3 separate regions of the Mus musculus genome follow, and regions 1 and 2 are each linked to region 3. The links are chromatin contacts, called in public HiCAR-type and HiChIP or PLAC-seq maps. All regions are on one chromosome and are shown on one strand. The core of a region is the stretch at or near the end of the contact, and the rest is flanking DNA. Distances in the headings are between cores, read along the strand shown. Region 1 has its middle 5.0 kb from the start of Ccne1. Region 2 overlaps Gm30771 (a long non-coding RNA gene). Region 3 overlaps Zfp536 (zinc finger protein 536).

The links. HiCAR-type assays count read pairs that join an accessible place to other places. HiChIP or PLAC-seq counts read pairs in DNA pulled down with a chosen protein or histone mark.
Region 1: a contact with region 3 is called in a HiCAR-type map of astrocytes, with 3 times the contacts expected there. The contact joins two enhancer-like sites. A contact is called at or near these places in 3 of 39 promoter capture datasets (cranial neural crest, embryonic stem cells and hippocampal neurons) and 1 of 115 datasets of contacts at active chromatin or transcription factors (astrocytes).
Region 2: a contact with region 3 is called in an H3K27ac HiChIP or PLAC-seq map of embryonic brain, with 6 times the contacts expected there. The contact joins two enhancer-like sites. A contact is called at or near these places in 3 of 115 datasets of contacts at active chromatin or transcription factors (bone marrow-derived macrophages, embryonic brain and embryonic stem cells).

Annotation. Positions count from the first base shown.
Region 1 is chr7:38,110,577-38,114,324 of GRCm38.p6, forward strand. No RefSeq gene overlaps it. Among named protein-coding and RNA genes, the nearest start is that of Ccne1, 5.0 kb to the left of the region's middle. Within about 2 kb of position 1,610, at least 82 of the 459 cell types and tissues checked have an H3K27ac peak or open chromatin away from gene starts, as enhancers often do. A contact at or near this core is called in astrocytes, where this site is marked.
Region 2 is chr7:38,083,745-38,087,301 of GRCm38.p6, forward strand. The region is part of intron 3 of Gm30771 (a long non-coding RNA gene); the gene reads left to right. Among named protein-coding and RNA genes, the nearest start is that of Ccne1, 22 kb to the right of the region's middle. Within about 2 kb of position 2,082, at least 189 of the 459 cell types and tissues checked have an H3K27ac peak or open chromatin away from gene starts, as enhancers often do. A contact at or near this core is called in embryonic brain, where this site is marked.
Region 3 is chr7:37,560,979-37,564,788 of GRCm38.p6, forward strand. All of the region lies in intron 4 of Zfp536 (zinc finger protein 536), which reads right to left. Among named protein-coding and RNA genes, the nearest start is that of 4930505M18Rik, 110 kb to the right of the region's middle. Within about 2 kb of position 2,228, at least 110 of the 459 cell types and tissues checked have an H3K27ac peak or open chromatin away from gene starts, as enhancers often do. A contact at or near this core is called in astrocytes and embryonic brain, where this site is marked.

The DNA.
Region 1 (3,748 bases), core at 360-2,859, 550 kb after region 3:
GTGGCCACTGGGAATCAAACCAACAGCTAGTACTCTGAACCTCTGAGGCATCTCTCTAATCCCAGCAATCCTTTTTTTTAAAAGACCGAAACCAAGAAAAGTCAGATTTTAACTTTATCTCATTTAAGAAGAGAGGCAGTCAGCCATGTGGATTGACAGTTGTTGTTTAGAATAGTAAGGACTGAGCTGAGAAAATTCTGGGGGCCATGATTTCAAGAGGAGATGAATGCTGGGGGGCTTCGTGGAGGAAAAAACATTTAATGGTTGCCCAAGGCTAGGGAAAGTTCTGCAGTGCAGTTTGAAGCCTTTGAAACTCACTGGTGGTCCCTCGTCTGGAATAGTTGGCTTTGAGGTATACAAGTTCGTTTTTCTTTTGTCCCTACATGGGCTCCAGAGCACTTAAGAGCTAACACAGCCTTGGGGGAAGACTATAGAAAGAACCCTCACACATTGCCTTAGAGACACGATGCGGCTGCTGTGTAGCGTAGGTAGCACCTCTCTCCTGTCATTGGTCTTTTGGATCGTTGACAGCCTCCCTCTGCTCCGTGGCTATCTGCAAAATGGGTGTAATTCTAACTTTCCAGGCTCCTAGAGCTGCAGAGAACTCTTTTAATAGTGTTTGACACAGTAAGTGTGCCAGAGATATGCTCACTATTCATTCACAAGGCAAGTTGGAGGTCTTGGTTTAGTTTCATGTGTGACCCTGTCCTTGATTGTGGTGGAGAGGTAGATGCACGAGCCAGGATATAAGGTTTACAGAGAAGGAAGACCAGAAAAATACACTATTCGAACAGTGGGGGCCTTGGACAAGCTACCCCCACCGTGTGTGTGTGTGTGTGTGTGTGTGTGTGTGTGTGTGTTGGTGCTTGGGCTGGAACCCGGAGCCTCACATAATATGTTAAACAATCTCACCACTGAGATATGTCTCCAGCCCACCTTAAATGTGTATGAATAGGAAGTTAAGAGGCCCTGCTGCTGGAGAAGTTTGCCCAGGGAAAGGATGGCTCCAAATTGCTCCCAAGGCTAACTTGCTGTGCCTCCCGAGCCCACGCTGTTTCAGTGAGCCCCACAGTGGGAAGACTGTAACACTGGTCAGTCCTAACTCTGTTGTATCGGGGAGCACGTCCAGTCAATTCAACCTTACATGGGAAGCTAGGATCGATGAAAACTTCCTAGGAAAATTAAAATCCCCTTTTAGCTTAGAGTCACATAGAAGAGAGGTGACAGCTGATGCGTGTGGACTCTGAGCTAAGCTCTGGCTTGCCAGGATCAGAGGCTAATTTGCAGACACTTCAAGAAGTGAGGGTATATAAGCATGTCGGGTGTTGGGGGCATATATGCTGCAAACACTGACTGCCTCAGCACGGCAAAGGCACAAGGGTGCTTTGTTCTGTGTCCGACCTCCATATCCCCAGCTTTCAGGAAAATCTCCTCATTTTGGGTTTTCTGAAGACAGACACAGCTGCAACACAGAGGTGGGGCTTGAGGGAGGAGGCTCAGCTCTCACTTCTGGTCAGAGATCAACATTTTTCTCTAAGCACCACCCTCTGAGGCACTTTGATGGGAGACAGGGCCTTGGCCAATCAGAGCACCACATTCCTGGTTGTGTGATTGGTTTCTGCACAGGCCTGGGGCCCAAGCGGAGCCAATGACATTCCTCAGGAGTTGCTAGGCTGACTGGAAGTGGGCTTGCAGCCACGAGGCCATCTTGCCACATAAGTTGACCTGCTTTGGAGGCAAACTCTTCCTGGAGAGCAGAGTGGAGGGGGGGGGGGGTGTTTGCTGGGAGGCAGGTTTCCGATTTGTTGAGTCCCTGTGTCCAATCAAGCTTAAGGCTGGATTACTGGGAACTTCCTGGATGCTGGAACCAATCAATTATTTTCAAGTATTGACTTAGCTAGTTGGGATTGGGTTTCTTATCTTATGCCACAGAAAATCATGGTTGTCATGAGTGAGTGAGAGAGTGAGCAACTGGTCAGGCTTTGCAGCAAGCCTCCGAATCCCCAGGGCAGCGGTCCTCACCCACTAGGTCAGCGAAGCCAGGGACACATTCCTCTGTGGGTGCCAGGCCTAAGTCTATTAACATCCCTCAGTCGCTGTCATCTGTCACGTTGGAATCCACTTACAATCGGCCTGGCAACCAACAGAAGTTACACACAGACAGGTGCTGGCAGCCCACTGAAAAACGGCAAAAATGTGAATTCCTGTATGCATGAGGGTTTCCGACTCGTGGGACAATGGAATAATTTGGCAAAGTTGAGCCCACATCTGTGCACAACAACTGCAGGAAGCTCCCCGTTTCGCATCTTTATCATCGTCATCACCACCACCATCATCATCATCACCGTTATTCATTACTACTCTTAGTATTGTTATGATTGTCATTTTGCCCCATATCTTTATTTCTAATTTAGGGACCAACCTGTTCTCTTTGCTTGTCTGGCTTTGAAACCCCACCTAGGAAGGAATTCCAGCTGACTCAGCGCCTGGAGGGTCAGGGGAGGATTGAGATTACAGGAAGAAAGCATGGAGGGGGTGAGACCAGAAACAACTAGGTCCGCTCCTGAGTGTGCACAGACCACAGCCCAGACTCTGGAAACCTGGCTTGTCTGTGCAAATAAATGGATAGATGAATGGATAGAGGACAAAGGGGTGTGCTTCAGCATGCCTTTCCAGGAGGTGATAGGAAGCCCGGGGAGGCCTGGGAGGCTCCGGGAGGCTGGGCGTGTGGAGTTCAGTACCCAGCACATTCTTTTGCTGGTGTTAGAAACACAAAGGCTATTCCACATGTGAAGGCAAGGCTTCCCCCTCCTCCTTCCACCCTCCGTTCTGGGTTCCGAGGGCCTCTCCACCTTTGACCTCTTACTACAAATTATATTTCCCACTTTAGTCCATGTGTTTGCAAAGGAAAACCTCCTGTCCCTGCCCTAAATGGAAAGCCAGCATCCCTAGATGCAAGGAAAGGAAAGCATCAAGATGTTTATGTCTAAAGCAGATGGACCCAGGCAGAGCCTGCTGCCTGTCCCGGGCCGTTTAACGCAGGAGGTGATCTGGAGATGCCACTTTCACAAGGTTCCTGGAGCACACACACTCACAGGCACAGAAAGTATAGTGCTGGCTGCCAGTGCCTGGGGAGAGGGGAGAGGGGAGAGGGGAGAGGGGAGAGGGGAGAGGGGAGAGCCATTGTCCAATGGGGACCAAATTCCAGTAGGGCAAGAAGGAAAGAGATGTGGGTGGGCAGAGATAATGACAGTATAATAGGAAAGCTCTTAAAACTGTGAGGGTGGCTCAGTGGTTAGGAGCAGGCACTGCTCCTGAAGAGGGACTGACTGAGTTTAATTCCCAGCGTCTATGTAAGGCAGCTCACAAAAATTCTGGGTCCTGGACCTATGGTGTCTATCCATGGGCACTAGCAATTACCTGCTTGCCCTCAACGTAGACCTACTCACCTGCACATAGTTAAAGATGTGAAAAAAATCTAGGGTTAAAAAAAAACAAAACAAAATTGTAGACTGGGCATGGTGGCACATGCCTTTAATCCCTGCACTCAGGAGGCAGAGATAGACTGTTCCTTGTGAGATCAAGGCCGACCTGGTTGGGTTACATAGCAAGGCCCTATCTCAAAATATAAATAAACAGGGCTGGAGAGGTGGCTCAGCGGTTAAGTGCACTGCCTGCTCTTCTGAAGGTCCCGAGTTCAAATCCCAGCAACCACATAGTGGCTCACAACCATCCGTAATTATGAGAG
Region 2 (3,557 bases), core at 832-3,331, 520 kb after region 3:
AGAAATGTTAGCTAGACTTGAGGAAAGACAAACAGGATGGCAGATCTTCTAAAAATCCAAACAGATACAGTGTGAGGCTCTTTTGGAGTCACAGACATGAGTGTAGCAGACAATGAAGGGAGGGGAGATCCTTTCTTTTCCCCCTCAAGACAAGAATTCTCAGTGTAGCCCTGGATGTCCTGGAACAAGCTCTGTAGACCAGGCTGGCCTTGAATTTAGAGATCTGGCCACCTCTGTTTCCCGAATGCTCCCTGGTTAGGAAGGGAGATTACAAGGCATTTAAATTTCAGTCATCAAGACTAATTGTCTTTGTCTGAGGCCTAACCTCCTGAGAAGGTGGATTGCAGTGCTAAGCACTGCAGAAATGGGGTGTGACACAAAGTTCAGAGAAAAAAGGGGCTCACTCCATATATGTTGGCTTAAAAGGGTTTGTGATACATCTAGGAGGAAGTCTGCTAGTGGTGAGGGATAAAGCACGATCTCGGAGTCTGCTTAGGGTTTACGGAAGCTGGGTTTGACTGTAAATATCAGCTATTTGGGACGCTGAGGCAGAAGGATCACAAATTCTAGGCCAGCCTGGGCCTAACAGAGGTACTTCAGGGCTAGCCTGGGTCTACGAAGAGACTTCAAGGCAGGCCTGGGCAAACTTGGTTTCTAAAAAGAAAAAGTAAAAATGGCAGCAGGCAGGCAGGCACGGTACTGAAGCAATTTTCCACTTGTGTCATCATGTAGGTGCTGAAATTCTTTGGACCCAGTGGGGTGGCGGTACGGTACAAGGACAGTTCGCTTCAGGGCTAGGTTCAATCCCTAGTATGAGAGAGAAAGAAGAGGGTGGGAAGTAACGGAGGAGAGAGATGGAAGAGAGGGAGAGAGGAAAAAGAGAAGGTGTAATGAGCTTCAATGGTATGACTGGTAAGGTATCAAAGACAAACAGGATGCCACAACAGGCCTGCACCGAACCAATCCAGAAGAAAGGGAGAAATAGCAGGAGGGCAAGGGAAGAGAATCCTGGAGAGCCCGTCTTTGCCCAAAACGCAGTGAAATGTGGGCGTCAATGTGTCCTTCTTAGTTCTACCTGGTTCAGCCTACACAGGGGCAGGACTAGGAACGTGGCGAAAGCAGGTCTGAAAGCTGTACAGCTTGGTGTGCCTGCGCATGCGCCGGACCCCAGCGCCACCGCCCAGCTCTCTTCAGCCCCGCCCACGCGACGCCCTGCCTAGAGCCTGCGCTCACACTTGGCCCCGCCCGTGACCGTCCAGTCCCGCCCCCCTCGCGGTGCGCGAGGAAGCCACGAGGAGGCCCAAAGTCCCGCCTACCCAGAGATCCACCTACGCTTTGGCTCTGTTACAGAGGCGCTTTGCGTTAGCTCGACGCCGCGCAGCCGCAGAGGACATGGGGCGGGGACAGGGGCGGGGTCGGATCGGAGGCGGAGGCTGGGTGGGCGGGCCCTGGAGTCACGTGTGTAAACACGCCGCACGTGGAGCTCAGCCTGAGCCAGAAGGGCGGGGCTGCGGGTTCCGAAGGAGGAGGCGGGTAAGGTGCGCGCGCGCGCGCGCATGGAGGTCTTGGGCGGCGCGGGACTGGGGCGGCCTGGTTCTGTCCCCAACTTCAGTTTCTTTATCCCGCTGCATTGGTGAGAGCTGTGACCAAGGCAGGCCCAGCCCTAGGGGACGAAACCCCCCTACATAATAACCCCACTACGTGCGCGCTCTCCCATTTCACAGATGAAGTAAAGAAACTTGCTCCAAGCCACGTGGCTGGAAAGTGGCGCCACCAAGATCTGCCCTGGACAGCAGGGCTCCTGGGCCTTGCTTTGTGGCTTGCGTGGCAAGAGGTTCTGGGCTCCGACTCCTACGTTCTGCCCTTGCCCTAAGGGCTACATTTGGTCTGGCTAACATGGCGAGGCCTATTGCTCCGTGCACAATGAGGTGACAGGGGTGCCTGCTCCCCCAGCTAGCAGTCTAGAGACGGGCGCAGGCCAAACCGTCGACCATGGTTTCCGTCTGGGTGTGGCTGGAACACTGCGGTGGGGTCCGGACACCTGAGCCTGCATCACTGCTCCTTACACAGCTCCTCCTCCATTTCTTTGCCCCTTTCTTCTCCCCGAGCCGCACAGAGCCCCTTTCAGAGGCGACGCCCAGTGCAGCGGGTTCCTACCCTTCTGCCCCAAAGGGCCTCCTTTCCTCTCCTCCTCGTCCTCCTCCTCTCCCATCTGTGCCGCGTGACCGGGGGGAGGCGCCGTACCGGGCGCAGTCCAGGCGTGGGGCCCAGCCAAGCTGTCATCCCGGACTGGCGGGCCCGAGGAGGCCTAAAAGGGGGGACCCGAGTGCTTGGGACTGGTAGGAAGCGTGCTCCAGGCAGAAAGGCTGAGCTGCCAGCAGTCCCGGAGAGGAATGCGCGCCCTCTTCAGGCTTAAGCGGCTAGGTCCTGCGGCCCTGAAAACCCATACCTGGGCCCCTCCCAATTTTGGGTTTGAGGGTTCAGGAGCTTGTTAATGGGACATTCCATTAATCTAAGGCTAAGGCTCCGAGGCAGCTCAATGTAGCTGTAGGCCCTGAAGCCAGGCTCAGTGTCTGACCTTGGGCAAATTGCTGAGCCTCCGTTTTGTTCAGTTTCTCCAGATTCATTTACCAACATTCCAGCCTCAATATGTCCCTCTGAGATGATGCTTTTGTTTTTAATCTCCCCATGCCCTCTAACTAGTGCCCTTGCACATTCAACCACGTGTGTTGTGCCCGTGCTTCCCAGAACAGCCATGGGGTTTTGGGCTCACTCCGTGTGGTTTGCTCCGTGGTGCACAAAGGCTTTCTGTAGAGAATTTGGAGTTTTGGCTAGGGAAGACCCTCCTTCGGACTGCCTCTTTACTCTGAGTGAAGTTGAGGAAAAGGTATATGGAAGCCAAAACACTGGGAGCCCTAGGACACAGCGGAAAGGAAGAATTAACAGAACCCTGCTGAGTTGTGCCCAACCCCGAGGCTATGGGGGTAGGCCTGCTTCTCCAAGCCAGTCACTGAAACTGCGTAATGGAGCTAGCAACTTCTGGGGAGTGGGTGACCATGGCTTCCCAGTTACAGCTAGAGTCCTGCTGTGAAATGCAGGATGCCGCTGTTCAGCAGCTCACCTCTGTTGTTGTTCAGGCCTTAACCAGGTTCTGTGCTATTTCTGTATCTGCTGCTTTTGCCAGACCACTGACAGCCGCCCCCTCCCTCCCTTCAACCCCCACCCCCCACCTCAACCCCCACCCCCACCCCCACCCCCTGCTTCTGTGGTGTCAGGTAGTTCCGATGATGAGTTCTGCCCCAGGGACTGATTCATGCCACATGCCTGTCCTGCCCTAGCTCCACATTCCTTGACCACTGTGATTAAGGACCATTCATTCAGCTTGATACTCTGAGAGGGAAGTTCTGGCCGGCAGGAATGTCAGCCTAAAAGATACTGGAAAATAGCAAGTGGAGAATGAAGTCAGCACAGAACCAAGCCAAGCTGGGCAAGATGGACGCCTCTGAACACCCAGATGGAGCCCTTCCTGAAACTAGATAGCATTGTGGCTTGGCTAT
Region 3 (3,810 bases), core at 978-3,477:
ACTGCCAGCCATTTTCCTTCCAGGCCATGCTTAGCGTGTCAACAAGGGTGGGAAATGCCTGTTGGATACCCACATGGGTGGTGAGGTCCTGGGAGGGTGACCAGGAGACCCCAGGTTTACAGATGGCACAAGTTTCAGTGCTGTCACCATTAGTTAGGTGAGTGCCCAGAGCTGACAGTCCATCTCCAGGAGTATTTCAAACTCTTACCCTCAACGCTTACATATAGCTCCACAGTCAAAAATCTTCACTGACTTCGCAGGACACACTGCTCCTACAAAGTGGCACCAAGAATGTTGCGTTCTAGCCGGGTGGTGTTGGCACGTGACTGTAATCTCATCACTCAGTAGGCGGAAGCAGGTGGATCTCTGAGTTCGAGTCTAGCCCATTCTACAGAGCTGGTTCCAGGACAGTCAGGGCTACACAGAGAAACTCCGTCTCCCTCCCCTCCGCCCACCCCACCCCCACAAAAAAAAGTTGAGTTCTCAATGGATTCTACATTTTTCATCTTGAGATCCCCAAATATCCTGGGGAGTCTAGAGTCTGGAATTGGTGGAATATTCCATAGTAAAACTGAGGACTCAAAATTTAGCCTTGCTCCCAAGCTTCCCAAAGGTCACATGAAATTTGGGCCTCCAAGGGGTAAATTAAGGTACATTCCAGCCTTCCTTTCCAGAAGAAAATGTATTTCTTGTATGCAAGGTGCAAAGCAACCCAAAGAAGGGATTCAAAGGATAGGCTACCTGATGAAGACCAGGGTGGGGTGAGCAGGAGGACCCCCCCAAGGACCCTGTACACAGACGCTGCACCAGTTCAGCACAGGTAAAGTCAACCTGGTGGGTGGAATTTCCTACCGACCTAAAGACAACCGCGAATGGGTAAAAGGCAATTCTTCCTATGCCTGCGTCTGGACAAACTTAACTGTGCTCGTTTTTTCCAAGCTAACCGTTTAATCCTTTCCTCCACTGTCACCTGCCCTTTGCTCTTCCGTGTTTTACTTGTGACCATTGATTGCTCAATTGGGTGAGCACCGTGGAGCACCTTGGGTGTCTCACATATCCATGGGCTGGAGCACACCAGGGGGGAGAGAGGGGATCACCACAGGGCGCCCAGTCTGCATACTGGTAAACTGAGCCCATCATCTGAACATTGGCTGGGCTTCGAGCAAGCATAGGCCTAGAATCTAATCAGCTGTACCCCAAATGGTGTCCACAAACTGTAAAGAGTGTAGAGGAGGCTGAAGGCCTCCAGAATCTCTTCTGCCATACTTCCGATGGGAAGACTGTCAGAGCTAAGGGCATTTTTCTCTGGCTGGGTTGCTAAGGGACAGCCAGCATGCAGCCTCAAAGGAAGCAGGGCTTACAGTCCCCATTCGAGGGGGCCAAGTGTGACAACAGAAGCCCCTGAGTGTCACCATATTGTTTGCAAATAGTTGCTGCTAAACACAAAGCGATGAGAATCCACCTTGGGATGGGAAGCTGATTCCAAAACGAAATATTGGGAAGCATTGGGCTCCCATGGGAGAAAGGAGATGAAGTGACAGCCAGTGAGTGACTGTCAGCTGACATCATAAGCTGCTCCAGGAAAGTGGACCACCTCAGGACCATGAGCTAAAGGCTAAGGGAGGATGCCCAGGCCTCTGACTCTTGGCCTCTCTGACATTCCCCAGGAGTCTCAACCAGTGGATCCATCCAGGCAGGAGGCCACCAAATCATCAACTTTGGAGGAAGGACCTTGGCCAGCGTCTGCCTGGGCACTGCTTCGGCACACACAGGCTGGGCCTCCGTAAATCTCCACAAACACAGTGGCCGCCTGCACATGCTCCCACGGCGGGGACGGAAGGGCTGCATATGGTGTACAGCTTTAACAGCTGAGCTTTAAAAAAAAAATAGTGCAGCTTTTCAAATCCATGAATCTGGGGTTGGGGTGGGGGTCCGGAGTCAGGGTGGAGGAAAAGAAGAAGCTGACGGGCATAGGAGTGAGCCCCTTGTATGAAATTTTATTATTCAGGGAATTTCATCCTACCTCCCGTTCAAAGGTCCCTTTGCAAAATGACACAGCGCTGCTTCCTGCCTGCCATCCATGAGCTTACTCATCTTCAAGTTTCTAAAGGCATCTACAAATGACTTTTTAAAATGGAAAACGAAAGTGTCTCATCTATCTATGAGGGAGTGGCACCCATGCTCTCCCATGGGCTAAACATTCTTAAGGCAGTTTATAAATGGAACAATTGTTCCCCCAAAGTTGGGACCTACAAGAGGTCAGTTGCCGCCATGCCTTGGGGGGCACCCTTTAGCTCCCCTCCTGGAGGTAGAACGTGGTGACAAAGGTGGCAGAGCCTGATCCCCTCGCAGTTTTCCTGGAATGGCCTCTCAACTTTTGCTTTCTGTTTCCTCTGCTGCTAATGACTGGCCCTGGCTCTGCAGCCAGCTCCGCTCTCCCCCCCTCCCAGCCCCCTGTTGCTGCAGCCATCCCCGAGCTCCAGTATAAAGTTTGGCTTTTGCAGCAGGAAGCAGCTGGGCCAAGCAACCAGCGAATGATAATGACCTCAGAAATCTGCTGTTCGCTCGGCAACAATAGGGTGCTCAGTCTACTGGAAAATTGTGTTCATCAGCTAACTCTGCTCAGTTACTAATTGACATTGCCAAATATTTTAAGAACAATTGGAATGCACAAGCAAAAAAAAAAAAAAAAAGAAAGAAAGAAAAAAAAGAAAAAAAGGAAAAAATTTTTTAAAAGAAAAGAAAGAAAGAAAAGGGGAGGGAGACCTTAATCCTCAGACTGAGTTTTTTCTTTCCTTTTTGTTCTTAAAAACATCTTTTGAGTGCTTGGGTTTGTTTGTATGGAATAGGCAGTGGTTATCTTGAATGGGGGCAGGGAGGTGAATCACAAGAGAGAAGAAGGTGGGAAAGGAAGAAATCTATCATATCACTATCACCAATGTATTGCAGGGAGGTGTGGATAAAGGCCTTTGATGCAGTGGTCAATGGGTCTAGGCGGGATGGAGACCCAGCATCTCAGGAATGCATTCTAGCAACAAAAGCAGACCGACCCCCAAGGCTTTTAGCCCAGCTGATCAAATAATCCTTGTCCAACTCAAAATGCTAGAGCAGAAGAAGTAGGGGTTAACGATATTTCCATCTTTGTATCTCTCCCTCCCTGGCTTCCATTGATCATGCAACTTTGCTGACTTTATTTAATGAACGGAGGGTCAATGCATTCAATTACCCCCTTCCCACCATCAACACTTCAATTATCCCCTCTCCAAAATGATGGGGGATTCAGAAGGTAACTGCCCTGTTGGATATAATGAACAGTATCGTTTCTTAGTACATTAAGTTTTAATTATACTAAGCATGATTTCCAAAGCAAAATCTGAAGAAACAGAACTTCAGTTGTTTTCTGACTCAGAGCAGAAGCGAGGATACAGCGGTGGCTTGAGAGGAGGTTTTAGGGAAAGATGCGGAGATTAATGCCATCAGAGCCTTTGCAGGCAAGCCAGAGAACCAGGAGGCATCACAACAGTGGGCCCTGCTTTTTAAATGTCATAAAAGAGTAAAATTTATAAGCTGACGCTCTCCAAATAGTTTCGCTTTGCATTGCACACAGAAGCAAACGACATGGACTATGGTGTGAAATAATAAATGAATCAAACAACAAACAAACAAACAAAAACAACAAAGGGAGATGGGGGGGGGGTGGCTGATCTGTGTGGCAAGTCCTGCCGCTTGCTTTCCTGTTAGAAAATATGACCCCTCTGCCTGTCAGAGGTCCTGGTTCTCGCGGTTGATCTTACGCTCGGTTCCCAGCAG